Regions from separate parts of the Drosophila melanogaster genome. Here region 2 is linked to region 1. Evidence: chromatin contacts called from public Hi-C data. All regions are on one chromosome and are shown on one strand. The core of a region is the stretch at or near the end of the contact, and the rest is flanking DNA. Distances in the headings are between cores, read along the strand shown.

Region 1 (5,925 bases), core at 1,871-4,370:
AATTAAATCAGCATTTCATTGACAAGGGTTTTATGTAACACACTTGGCAAAGAGAACTGTGCTTTGCCATTGTTTCGTTTCTCTTCTGTTCTCTTTCTTTGAAATAACAACCGTTATCTAATCGTGTTAGACTTTTGATTGGCTGGAAAGAGAGTGAAGCTTTTTCTTCGGCCACAGCCACAGAGAGCCGAGAGCTAAAAGGCTCGTGATGTAATAGCCTCAGCTGGAAAAATTCTACAGTTGCACGTGGAAAGCTTCCACCGAAGGCTGAGCAGTCGTAGTAGTATCCACAATCCAGTGTTAAGTTTATTCTTAATTCATTGTTATTGATTGCATAAGACCACCACCACACACCAGAAAAAAAATTGTTCAATGAATGATTCAAGTTCAACTCTTTTGTTGTTTTACATAACCAGGCAGATTTTCTTTCAATGCTCAGGTTGGATTTGATTTAAAAAAAAAAAATAATAATAAAAGCATTAGGAACCACACGCGTATTTTGTTAAATGGGCTATGGCTCAATTCGATTCGATAATTGATATCCAATTTGTTTGCCATACGTACAATTTGTATTTGTGTTTCTATATCACAGCACAAAACCGAAAAAAATTTATCCTTATTCCTCGGAAGTCAGAAGTCTGAACCGGACGGCAACTGAATTGCTTGTGAAAGTTCCTTTCGCCGAAATCTGCCAGCTAGCCTGCTCTGCCTACGTCGGCGTCGCAGTCGCCGCCATCGTCAAGTTCAGCAACAGATGAGCGTGAGCGAGAGAGGGGGAGAGCGTTCTCTCTCTATATGCATATGCAGAGTATGCGAAATTCGGAGAGAGCCGAAAAAAAACTAGCGGTTGGCAACAGCACGTGTGCGAGCGAGAGAGGGCGAGAGATCGCCGCTTATCAGTGCTGAGAATTCAAGAATTCAATGTCGCCATTCGTTGCATAAGAGGAAGTATTGTACCACACACTTGTACTCATTAGAAAACACTTTTTGTTTCGTTTTGGCCATGACCAAAAATGCATATATGGCCAATTGTTTTTCATTTACCCCTTTCGAGGTTTTCGACGGCGCTTTCTAAACGCTTGCCAAAATGAATGTACGCACAACATTTACATTTGGCAAATAGCCGACAAGTCAGCTGCGAAGCAGACGGATAGTCCCGTTTAGCTAGTTGTTAGCTAGATTTCTAGAAGATTGAATAGTGTACTTCTATTACACCCAAATACATGTCTTCCTTATTCAACAAAATTGGGGTATCTTTGATATTCAGTTTTAAGAACTACTTGGACTGGCTTAGAAAACTTCAATATACAGCAGTGAACAATTTATTCAAATACAAAAACCAAAACTATTATCAATTTTTATAAAAATAAAAGTTGAAAAGAGTTGAAAGGTTTTATTAATTGTTTGTAGCTATTTAATTGCTAAGCTATTAATAACATTTGGCTTTATTTCTAAAGATAGGGTTGGCAGCACTGCTAGCATGTGACTTTGCTTTCTGACGTCCACCTGCCGCTCTCTCCCTCTCTCTCACGCTTCGTCTCTTTCACGCAGGCGGAAGAGGGGCGGCGCTCGAAAAAAAATGCGTGAAGCGATTAGATAAACACTTCTGCTAATACAGTTAATTTATATAACTGTCTACGACACTTTTTCAAGGTCCCGTTATCACAAAAATTACATAAAAAATAAAAGAGAGCTAGTTGCCCATCAAAAAAGAGAGCGTAAAAAATGCAGTTGCAAAGTTACTGCAAAAATGCTTAATTGCCAAAATTAAACGGCAGCGAAGTTATAATTTTTATGGCTCAGTGTGCGATGAATCGGGGTTTTAGGACAGGGCGTGGATCGGCTTGAAAATCACACTGAAAATTTCCGCCGACTGGGCGAGAATTGGAAATGTGATTCGCCAGGGATATGTAATAATAAACACTAATCTCAACCAAGTGCAAAATCGCACTAAAAGGCCACACAAAGGGCTACAATAAACAATAAATCACATGAATACTATACGTACATTAACGATTGACGTCAGAAAGGGTTTAAGGGGTATGGGAATGGAATAATAATAGAAGAAATGAGAACACTGGGGAAACCCGTTTTTTTCGCATGAATTTTTATCTTTAATAAAAGAAAGCAGGTCAGAAAAGAAAGGGAGGCAACCAAAGAGAAATAGTTACATTACTCTTAAGAAATAAAACCAACTCTCTCTCTCTTCTTCACACACACACACCCGATAAGTACTTGCACGCGCAGCTGGTGTCTGGCATGGGAGTGAGCGAGAGGGCGTTAGTGGCACATGGAATTTATTCGCAACTGTGTGTTCATACACACTCATGTGCGACTGGGCGGTAGAACAATCAATTGCCACGCGTTTTACTATAGAATAGCCTGCATTTGGTGTATATAATAATATATTTGTGCAAATGCAGGCCAATTTGATTCTAGAGAAGTGCAATTCTCTTTGAAATATAATCGCAATTCATGTGCAACATTTTTTCGTACAGACGAGCCGGCCTGCCAACTCGTTGCTATTGCATAAGTTGGCAGTTCCAGCGTGGTTGCAAATTGGAAGGAAATAGATGGGAAAAAGATCCAGCGTGGCTTCTTCCATTTTCTTTCTGGGTATTCTAAATGAACTTTGGATTGGGGGTATAAAATACCGAAAAGTTTGCTAATACGCCCAATTTATTACGTGTTTAATTGATGGCAAACACAATTTCGGCACAATTATTTTTCGCAAGGGTTATGTAAGCACTTTTCGGGTATTTTCAAGTCCCATTTCGGGATTTCTTTTCGATGCAGTTAAACCGGAACTGCTTGTCGAACATACAAAAAAAAACGTTAGTTTAAACCAACACCGACACAATAAAAAAATTAGCACATTACATAACTACAGAATCTAGCGCAAGGTGACGTGAATTAATGGGTAAAAAAAAATCAATGGCAGGTACGGGGCACACCGTCTCTTTTCTTGTTAAGCAAAAGAGCCTCGCAAATGTAATAGATATAGAAAATAGCACAATACCTTCAGTTGATAACTTCTCACAAAAGTCACAGAATAAAAACTTCTTTTGCAGAATCAGACGAAGCCGCGTGCTCACTTGGCGAATGAAATTCGTAAAGTGGTGGGGGTCTCGAGGGCCCAGTGACTTGGGGATGAAAGCTGCAAAAATACCGCATATCGATAGTTGCTTTAACTGGTATTTATTCGGCGATCTATCGATATTCAGCTAGATTTCGGTTTTTATTCGTGATATTTTTGTCGGTAACTTTTGCTAGTATAAATAAATATGGCTATTTTTGATGTAATTAAAACCAGTATATTACGTTTTATTATAAAATTAAGGCAAGCGGGGATTGAAGCATCAATATCGATATTTTTTAATACCTTAAAAATATTTTTACATCGACTTTCCCATTATGTTATATTATTTTATATTATATATTATATTATTGCGAGTTCTGAATTACACAAAAGTTAAAGACTATTTTATGTTTTAATAATGGATTCATTACAATTAATCTGCACGCTTCTTTGGGAAATTAACAACGACCTGTACGACCTCCTTTTGCCAAACTATGATAAAAACTAGTTTGAATGTATTGCATTTAACGCGGTTTTTTAATTGCTCTTTTTTTTACAAAAACAAAAGTTTTCTTTTTATATTAAATCAAAGGTTTGTCCAAAATTGGAATATCTCATACCTCGTTGAAATCGTTCCAAATTCCTCATCGAACTGTATTTAAGTCTGGCAACTTTAATTTTTGGCCATTTTTTGCAAATTTGGTTATCGAAAATGAGAAAATCGGTAATTTGTCGAATTTTGATGATGGTACCCCTAATGAAAAATTGCTTAAATTGGTCAAAAAAATTATTCCTGAAACTCGGTTTGAAAGTGTTACAGATTGTTAGCAATGTTAATAAGCAACACAAAACAGTCATCGTTTTAGCTGAGCCACCTTTTTTGGCCAAGTTATTCTGAAAAATGTTTTTCGAAAATATCATATTCTTAATTTTAAAACGTTGTTGAAAAGGATAATCGCAAAACTTGATTCAAAATGCACTTCTTATATACGAAAAATCATTTATTGAGTAAATTTCTTTTCGATTTGTTTTTCACATGTTCACAAAATTGTATTTGAGTTAGTTGTATATCTGGTTTTCTAATATTTTCCTTGGCCTTGGGATACAATTTAGTAAGCTTTTGTGTCTTTTTATTTGCTGTATGTGGGTCTTGTATACGGTAATTTCGTATTGAGCGCTAGCAATATTAACATTTAGTTACACCGAAATGGGGAAAACATCTTACGCAGATTAGTATGTTATGTATACACCTATGTATATCTCTAGTTTTTGAATCAGCACCCTGGGACAGGCCAGAATACTAGGAGTTTTGGGCGTGCTGAGGGGTATGGTAATCAAATGAAGAACCCTTTCTTTTGAATTTCGTTGGTTGGACAGAGGGGTTAATTTAAAGGCAATGGTAAAGGTAAAAGATAAAGGCAAACAAATGCAAAGTACTGGCTAGTAAATACTGGGGCCTCTAAACTATGACGACACATCTAGACATCGAGTCCTATGTCCTTTACGTGGTTATCTAGATTACTTTCGGGTACATATTCCATGGCAGATACAAAACATACACAGAGTGGATATTTGATATATGTATAGTATATTGGTTATCGTGTACCGATTGTGTTAGCGTTTTGCTTGTGGTTAAAAGACAGTTATACAATGTAATTGGGAATATAGTTTTGTTTTCATCCTATTTGTGTGATTTATTCGTTCGCTTTTTTTTTGTTTATTTTTTTTTTTTGTGGTTTGTTTTTGTTTTTATTTAATTTTTTCTTGTATAGGAAACAACAAAAATGGACGCAAAATGATTGTTATAGTAGTATTCATGTTTACCCATCTTGCTTTTACGTTTAGTTAACTATATAGGAATATGCAAAACGTACACTTAATATATTTTTTTTGGTTTTGTTTTACGATTTTGTTACTATGTTCCTTATCGATCTGATACTATATAAATGCAGCTCTAAAACTTGTATTCTTTGACATTGTTCTGTTCCATCTGTCTTTCTTTTTATTAACTATCTTTCGATCTGGCGGCATCTTGCATTTGTATATCTCTTACGCTTTTCAAATACATTTAATAACATTTCTATAGAAATATTCAAAGCTGAGGTAGTTAATTCATTCATTTATTCTTTATTTTAGTTTACGTTAGGTTATGTTAGTTTAGTGTACTCCATATATATGATCGGTGTTGTTAGTTAGGTATACATCTATGTATGTACTCACACGCTATTTGAATTTATCTGACGACTTTAGCTCTTCTCAAATTCACATTAAATTAATAATTTAGACAACTGTTTGAATAGGGGGTTACGGATCATTAATATATGTATGTCTGGGTACAGGGACAACATCGAAAGCCTCTCGAAACGATCGGGATTATAGGATTTCGGAATCGAAGCCGATTTGGAAAGGAGAGAGGAAAACCAGTTACTGAAAATCAAAAATACTGAACTACAACGAAAATAAAAACAACCAAGGAACGAATTATTTTTGTTTTTTTTTTTGTGTTTTTAATAATATTTTACTCTTTTTTTGTTATATTTATAATATTTATAGATATTTTAGCTCTGTAATGTAGATACAATGTACAGTGTAGATACATCTGGTGTCGTCACATCATCCTCATGTAGATTATGTGTAGATTAAATGAACTTAACAGTAAAATGTAGACGACGCAAAAAAAAGCTCTAAACTAATTTAGGTAAAGATAAGGATAAATTTAAAAATAATTAATGTAAAAATAGTGGTATTTTTTTGTAAGTTTTCATCTTTAATTTTATGTTTTTTTTTGTTTTAAGCTTTAGTATATTATGTGTAAAGTGGTTTCTATATAGTTTGCTCGCCGTTCA
Region 2 (5,925 bases), core at 2,019-4,518, 910 kb after region 1:
TTATGCGATGCTCTGGATAACAATCAACAGTAATTCGCGAATTAGCGAGCGAAGAATACGCGAAGGATGATGGATTTTAGAACTAACCTAAATGATGGATAATGCTGGTGTCCCCATGTTTCACTAAAACCAAACCATGTTCCTATGACTGCTGCTTGATAATGCCCTGCTCCCCCGTCTGTATTCATTATCCACAACCTTAGGTATAAGATGCTCCATAGTCTTTAGCAACCATTATATGATAGTTTACCTAGTAAATCGTATGCCAATCATCAGATTGAACTGTACTATGCCCACCCAGCCCATGTGGAAGTTAAAGATTATTGTAGAAAACTATTTAGGTCACCTATAAATGTTGGCAACGCCTAAGAATTAAGCTAACTACTCAGCTAGAGATCGCAGAAACCGAAACAATTGCGATAATTGATAACTAAGTGTTCATGGCAAATTTTGGGGTGTAACTAAACGTTTAATAAACGAAAAGTAAAGCAACTAAAGCTGCAGACAAATCAAAGAACCTTTATGTAGCGGCTAATTTCGACATGTGTTCGGTGTAAACCAAACAAAAACGAATCACAGAACACTAGTTAGTGACTATTTTCATTTCAGTTACGTACTTAAGTATATATATTTGTGCACCCGTGTGAGTTGGCGTTAGTTATGTGTTATGTGCTTATGTATGTTTGCTTTGTTTGGCTCAGTTCGGTTTGGTATGCAGTTGTGGGGCATGTATTGAATTGCAATTTGCGATTTGAAATTGTAGCCATGTAGTTACGCTAACCTACCTTCTCGCCCCCGCTGTTTCACGCCACCCAAATGGTTTTTCATTTCAACAACAACCTTTTGTTAAAGTCACCGCTGTCGCTTTGTTTGTTTGCTATTTGTTTACTTCTATTTCTATTTTTTGTTCATACCAATTTCTTTTTGCAGATATTATTTAAATGTAACAGAATACATAAGCAAAGCGTTGAAATAATATCTATTGTATACCAAAACCAAAAATATCTATGATAACAAACAAGCAAAGGCAATTAAACCGATCCGTAAACTGAATAACCGATTAATAACTGCAGCCGCTCAACCCGAACCGCAATAAATAACTATCAAGTAAAGAATAGAACAACTTAACAATGAAAAATGCAATATTCAATATGCGAAATGACAAATGCCTAATGCCAAATGCCAATCCAAATAACCCAATAACCGATTCAAGTGCGAGAACAGAAATGCCACACCTCTAACCCAGTGCACTTGCTCTGTCTGCTCCGCTGGGCAATCAAACTAATCGCCAATTCATATTATTATTAAGGTAACTAACCCAGATTAGAACAGACACTCGAACACACGCACACACCAGCCACCAACACCACTTGGCACATCCTAGTCATATCATCAACTTCCATCGCTCATCTCCACTTCCATTTCTTTATCCACTGGTCATGTTTCGTTTTCATTTGCTTGAAAAGATCCAGGCGAGATCCTCCTTTATCCACAACACCGTCACCTCATCTCGATTATATATACATATAAATATATATATATATGTTCTGAAATATATATTTCCCAACTCGGAGCCACCTTATTTATCATTGTACTAACCCCAAATCCTTGGAAGGATTTAAACCCACTTGAAATAAAGATATACAGTCGATTAATCTCGTTCTACACATAATTGCAGGCTCCACGGCTCTGGGCTTCTACACGCCCATGAAGGGCACGGCGATGGACAACCTATTCCAGCTGGGTGTCACCCGATACGCCCTGCCCGAGAGCAGCAGCAGTGGGAGCAGCAATGGCAGCCACAGTCCAGGCAGCAACGGGAGCAGTCCAGCCGGAGCTGCGGGCAGCCGGTTGATGTTCAACGGGAATGGCAGCATTATGGGCATCGGCGAGGGACTGATCAAGGAGGGCGACTTGGCGGCAACGGAAGCAGGACCTGGAACTGCAGATGGAGCAGGTGCCTCCAAGAAGGGTTCAGCTGTGGACGAGGATGATTACCATCTGACGGCGACGCCGGGCGCCGAAGTTGTGTACAGCGAGGGTACACAGAAAACGGATTTGCTATATTAGGTCGTCCTGCCAGCCAAAAAACCGGAGCGTCTAGCTCTTTTTCTACCGGTTTCCACCAAACTCCAAACCTTCCGAGCATAACAACCTACCACATCCTGATCGTTCCCCTAATTGAAAAGCGTGCACTTAGGTGAAATATCAACTTCGGTTAGACGCGAAAACAGTAACGAAGGAAAGAAAAATAAAAACAACAAGGCAACGTAAACCAAGTATGGCAAGAAATCCATAAAGATACGTATATAAATAGATATTATTTGTAAGTTTGTAAGCCTAGAGATCCGATGTGTATGTGTACAACAGCAAGCGTGTGTGTCTGTCTTCTTTATAAATATATATATATGGTTTTTTTTTTTTGATAAATTAATAATTATATTATTGTAATGTATCTACATACGGCACTGAATGAACAACTTTGCTGCTGCAATTGTATTTGTATTTGTATTGTGTATTCCATTTACGGCATTTTGATAGTAAATATACAACAACAACAAATCAACGTATTTCCGACTGCATCCCGAAGGTTACTGAAACCTTAATCCACGAAGTACGCGACGAGCGGTTAGTCCCGCCCGAGTATTAACTTAATGGATTCTAACGATCCGATCTTGTGACCCATCATCATCCCTTTTCGCGACCCTTCCAAAACGAAAATGAAGAACATTCTAAGCTCCGCTTGCCCATTCAGCGGAAGAAAGCAAAGGAAAATGTAACATTTGCCTCATAATTATTATATACATTTAGCGCTTATTGAATATTTTTTACAATTGTATTCCGTAAATAAATATAAAATACATCAACATCTAGTCGCGTGTTTTAAGTTAAAGGAAGTTAAGGCCAAAGCAAAATGTTAGCAACAGTTTTTGTTAAAAGTTAACATATATAATAATGGTAATTTAAATATTCAAATCTATGAAGTGACTTATTTTATAAGTCCACTTATGTTTGTTATATTTAATTGGTATTTAGAAAAGGATTCATTTTAAATTAACACCGTTGAGGGTTCAATTTTGGTAGTGCGTCTTTGCTAACCATGCCGAGTGGGATCAAGTCCTTGCTAAGTTAGGATGTTGTCTTAGCTAACTGTGCCATCCCTGGTCGGGGTGTGTCTTAGCTAACAATTACGTGTCGATAGATATAATGCTATCGATATGACAGAGTGTCGGGAACAATCGATAGCATTACTTCGATATCGGTACTAGTGCCACCTCCAGTTTTGTGATTGTGTCAAAAATACAGGGTTTTATTGTTGCACTAGCAATTTAATCCGAGGAATATAAATTTTGTGTGGAGTTATGTTCGAGACGTCGTTGCCAGCGATTCAAGAGGCGAGCGGTCACACGTGTATGTGTTTCACTGGCGGTGCGGGCGCCAACTCCGCCAAAAAGCGTACTACTTTTAACCTTAGTTGACATTGAAATGTACCCGCTTAGTTGGATGTCCACGATGGTGCGTGTGTGTGCGTATATGTGTGCTATGCGGCGTCTGTGTGCGCGAGTGTGTGTGTGGGATTGCAAAGGAGGATGGGAGAAACGAGAGCAGAGCAAAAACAAAAACAAAAGGAACCTGCTGCACATAGTCGGTGCATGCGAGCGTGCTTATGTGTGTGTGCGTGCGTGCTAGCAAAACAACTGCAAGAAATCAGCAACAGTAGTAGAAGAAGAGAAGCTGTATCACTGATAAGGAGGCTAAACAACAACAAAAACAGCAACGATAATGTGCACCCTTTCGAAATGCAAACAAAACAAAGCGTTGTAGTTGTGTAATCATTCGTTGTGAACACACCACACACACACACACACACAACACTTGTTTAATAATACATTTTAATTCTATTATTTTTGATTTAATTTTTGCCTGTTATTCAAATCGATCTGTGTTTTTGCAGTTGGCATTCGTTATTAATTAAATCAGCCGCCAACAGCTGAGCGAGAGAGCAATCGAGAGCGACAGGAGAGGATCCACTTCCAATCGAATCGGGTGGAATCGAATAGCAGGGGCTTGGTAATTAAAAGGAAGACCGAACTGAACTGAACTAAACTGAAACGGAACGAAGCGAAGCGAAGCGCGGCGAGGCGGCAAGAAACGAAAAGAAAAGAACGAAAGTCGGCAGAGTCGGAAAGTCGGCAAGTCTGATTGTCGGCAAAGTCGCAAAGTCGGAGAGTCACAGTCTCAATCGCAGTCGGCGAGAGATTCCACTCGTGTCGCACGTCCGTTCGTTTCCACATTGTCGTTATAAAAATAGCAACGCCTTAAACGATCGCATCAACCTCATCAACAGAACACCACCAGAAATCACCGCCCCCTCCTACGCCTCAATCGCCATCGCCACCGCATCCCATCCCCATCATCTTCATTAGCAGGCAGCCTGACAGAGTAACTAACTGATCTTGATTGCGACCATAATCACCGTCATCATCATGTAATCCTTCACTAACCAATTGATTTCCGCTCGTCCACCAAATAGATTCCAAACTGCCGTTTCGGCAGCCGGCAAGATTTCACGAAATCTAATGGCCAAGGACGAGGAGGATGATCTGCTGCCCGACAAGGATGCGGCCAAGGGCTTCTATGCCAAATACGAGCCCAAGGAGATTCTGGGCAGGTAAGAATCGAACTACACTTGCCGTGATCTCAAACCTCTTATTAAATCCTTTTAAATTCAGTTGAAGTATTATTGATCCTGCACTTAACCATTCAAATACGTTTCTTTCTATTTACTTTGCGTAGTTAATTTTGCAAATTTAAGATCATAGAAACATTGATACTTGTATCCTCAGAAATCACTAGAACGTCCAAATATTGATTGTTTCTGCTTTCCCAACCTCTTACTGCCAAGTCTGCAGTAATGCAGTTTGGGCTAAATGGTGCCAAGTGAGTCAGCCTCATCAAGCTTCCATGGCATGGAGCAATGGCATGGGCTGCTTTTCAAGCGGCGCCTGTCTGCCGGCCTACTCACGCCACAACGAAGATCAGAATTTGCCAAGCAAATAGCAGAGACTAAGCGAAAACAAGGGCTAATTACATATTACAATTCTAGGGATTAGAGATTAGATAAATACCCGATCATGGCAATGTCAAGTGCAGCAGAAGCAGAGCTCTTTATCTACATGCAATGTTTGTCTTACAGGGGCATCAGTTCGACCGTGAGGCGATGTATCGAAAAGGAGACGGGCAAGGAGTTTGCCGCCAAGATCATCGACTTGGGCGCCACCACAGAGTCAGGCGAGACGAATCCATATCACATGCTGGAAGCAACCAGACAAGAAATCTCAATACTGCGCCAGGTCATGGGGCATCCCTACATAAGTTAGTCTCACATAGCACCCACATGTACTTAATTCCACCACTAACCATCTACATTATCGTGCACAGTTGATCTGCAGGATGTGTTCGAGTCAGATGCATTTGTTTTCCTCGTCTTCGAGCTGTGTCCCAAAGGTGAACTCTTCGACTATCTGACCTCTGTGGTGACGCTATCCGAGAAGAAGACGCGCACCATTATGCGACAAATCTTTGAGGGCGTCGAGTACATACACGCGAAGAGCATTGTCCATCGGGATCTTAAGCCCGAGAATATCTTGCTGGACGAGAACCACAACGTTAAGATCACGGATTTTGGCTTCGCCAAGCAGTTGCAAGAGGGCGAGAAACTTACAAGTAATTATAACACAGCATCCTTCTGTATTCGCTAAGCTAAACTATATGTACTTTCCCCCTATTAGATCTGTGCGGAACGCCGGGTTATTTGGCTCCCGAAACGCTCAAGTGCAACATGTTCGAGGGATCCCCCGGCTACTCGCAGGAAGTCGACATGTAAGAGCGAATAAACTAGCCACTTATTATTACACCTTTTTT

What was found. A called contact is a pair of places that touch in the nucleus more often than the background predicts.
Region 2: a Hi-C map of the Kc167 cell line shows a contact between it and region 1, with 1.6 times the contacts expected there. The contact joins the promoter of PhKgamma here to the promoter of Ant2 in region 1. A contact is called at or near these places in 2 of 107 Hi-C or Micro-C datasets (both in the Kc167 cell line) and 1 of 6 datasets of contacts at active chromatin or transcription factors (the Kc167 cell line).

The regions. Positions count from the first base shown.
Region 1 is chrX:10,783,787-10,789,711 of dm6, forward strand. Ant2 (Adenine nucleotide translocase 2) reads right to left here and starts at 3,121. Exons shown (of 4, transcript NM_176725.3): 1 at 3,020-3,121. It overlaps sesB (stress-sensitive B), which reads right to left and starts at 3,172. Exons shown (of 4, transcript NM_001298161.1): 1 at 3,020-3,172. Imp (IGF-II mRNA-binding protein) reads right to left here. Exons shown (of 7, transcript NM_167253.3): 7 at 4,083-5,925.
Region 2 is chrX:11,691,869-11,697,793 of dm6, forward strand. PhKgamma (Phosphorylase kinase gamma) reads left to right here and starts at 3,269. Exons shown (of 11, transcript NM_167297.3): 1 at 3,269-3,411; 2 at 3,956-4,443; 3 at 4,535-4,672; 4 at 5,198-5,376; 5 at 5,443-5,727; 6 at 5,793-5,883. The coding sequence starts at 4,581. It overlaps bif (bifocal), which reads left to right. Exons shown (of 6, transcript NM_167295.3): 6 at 1,679-2,872. The coding sequence ends at 2,070.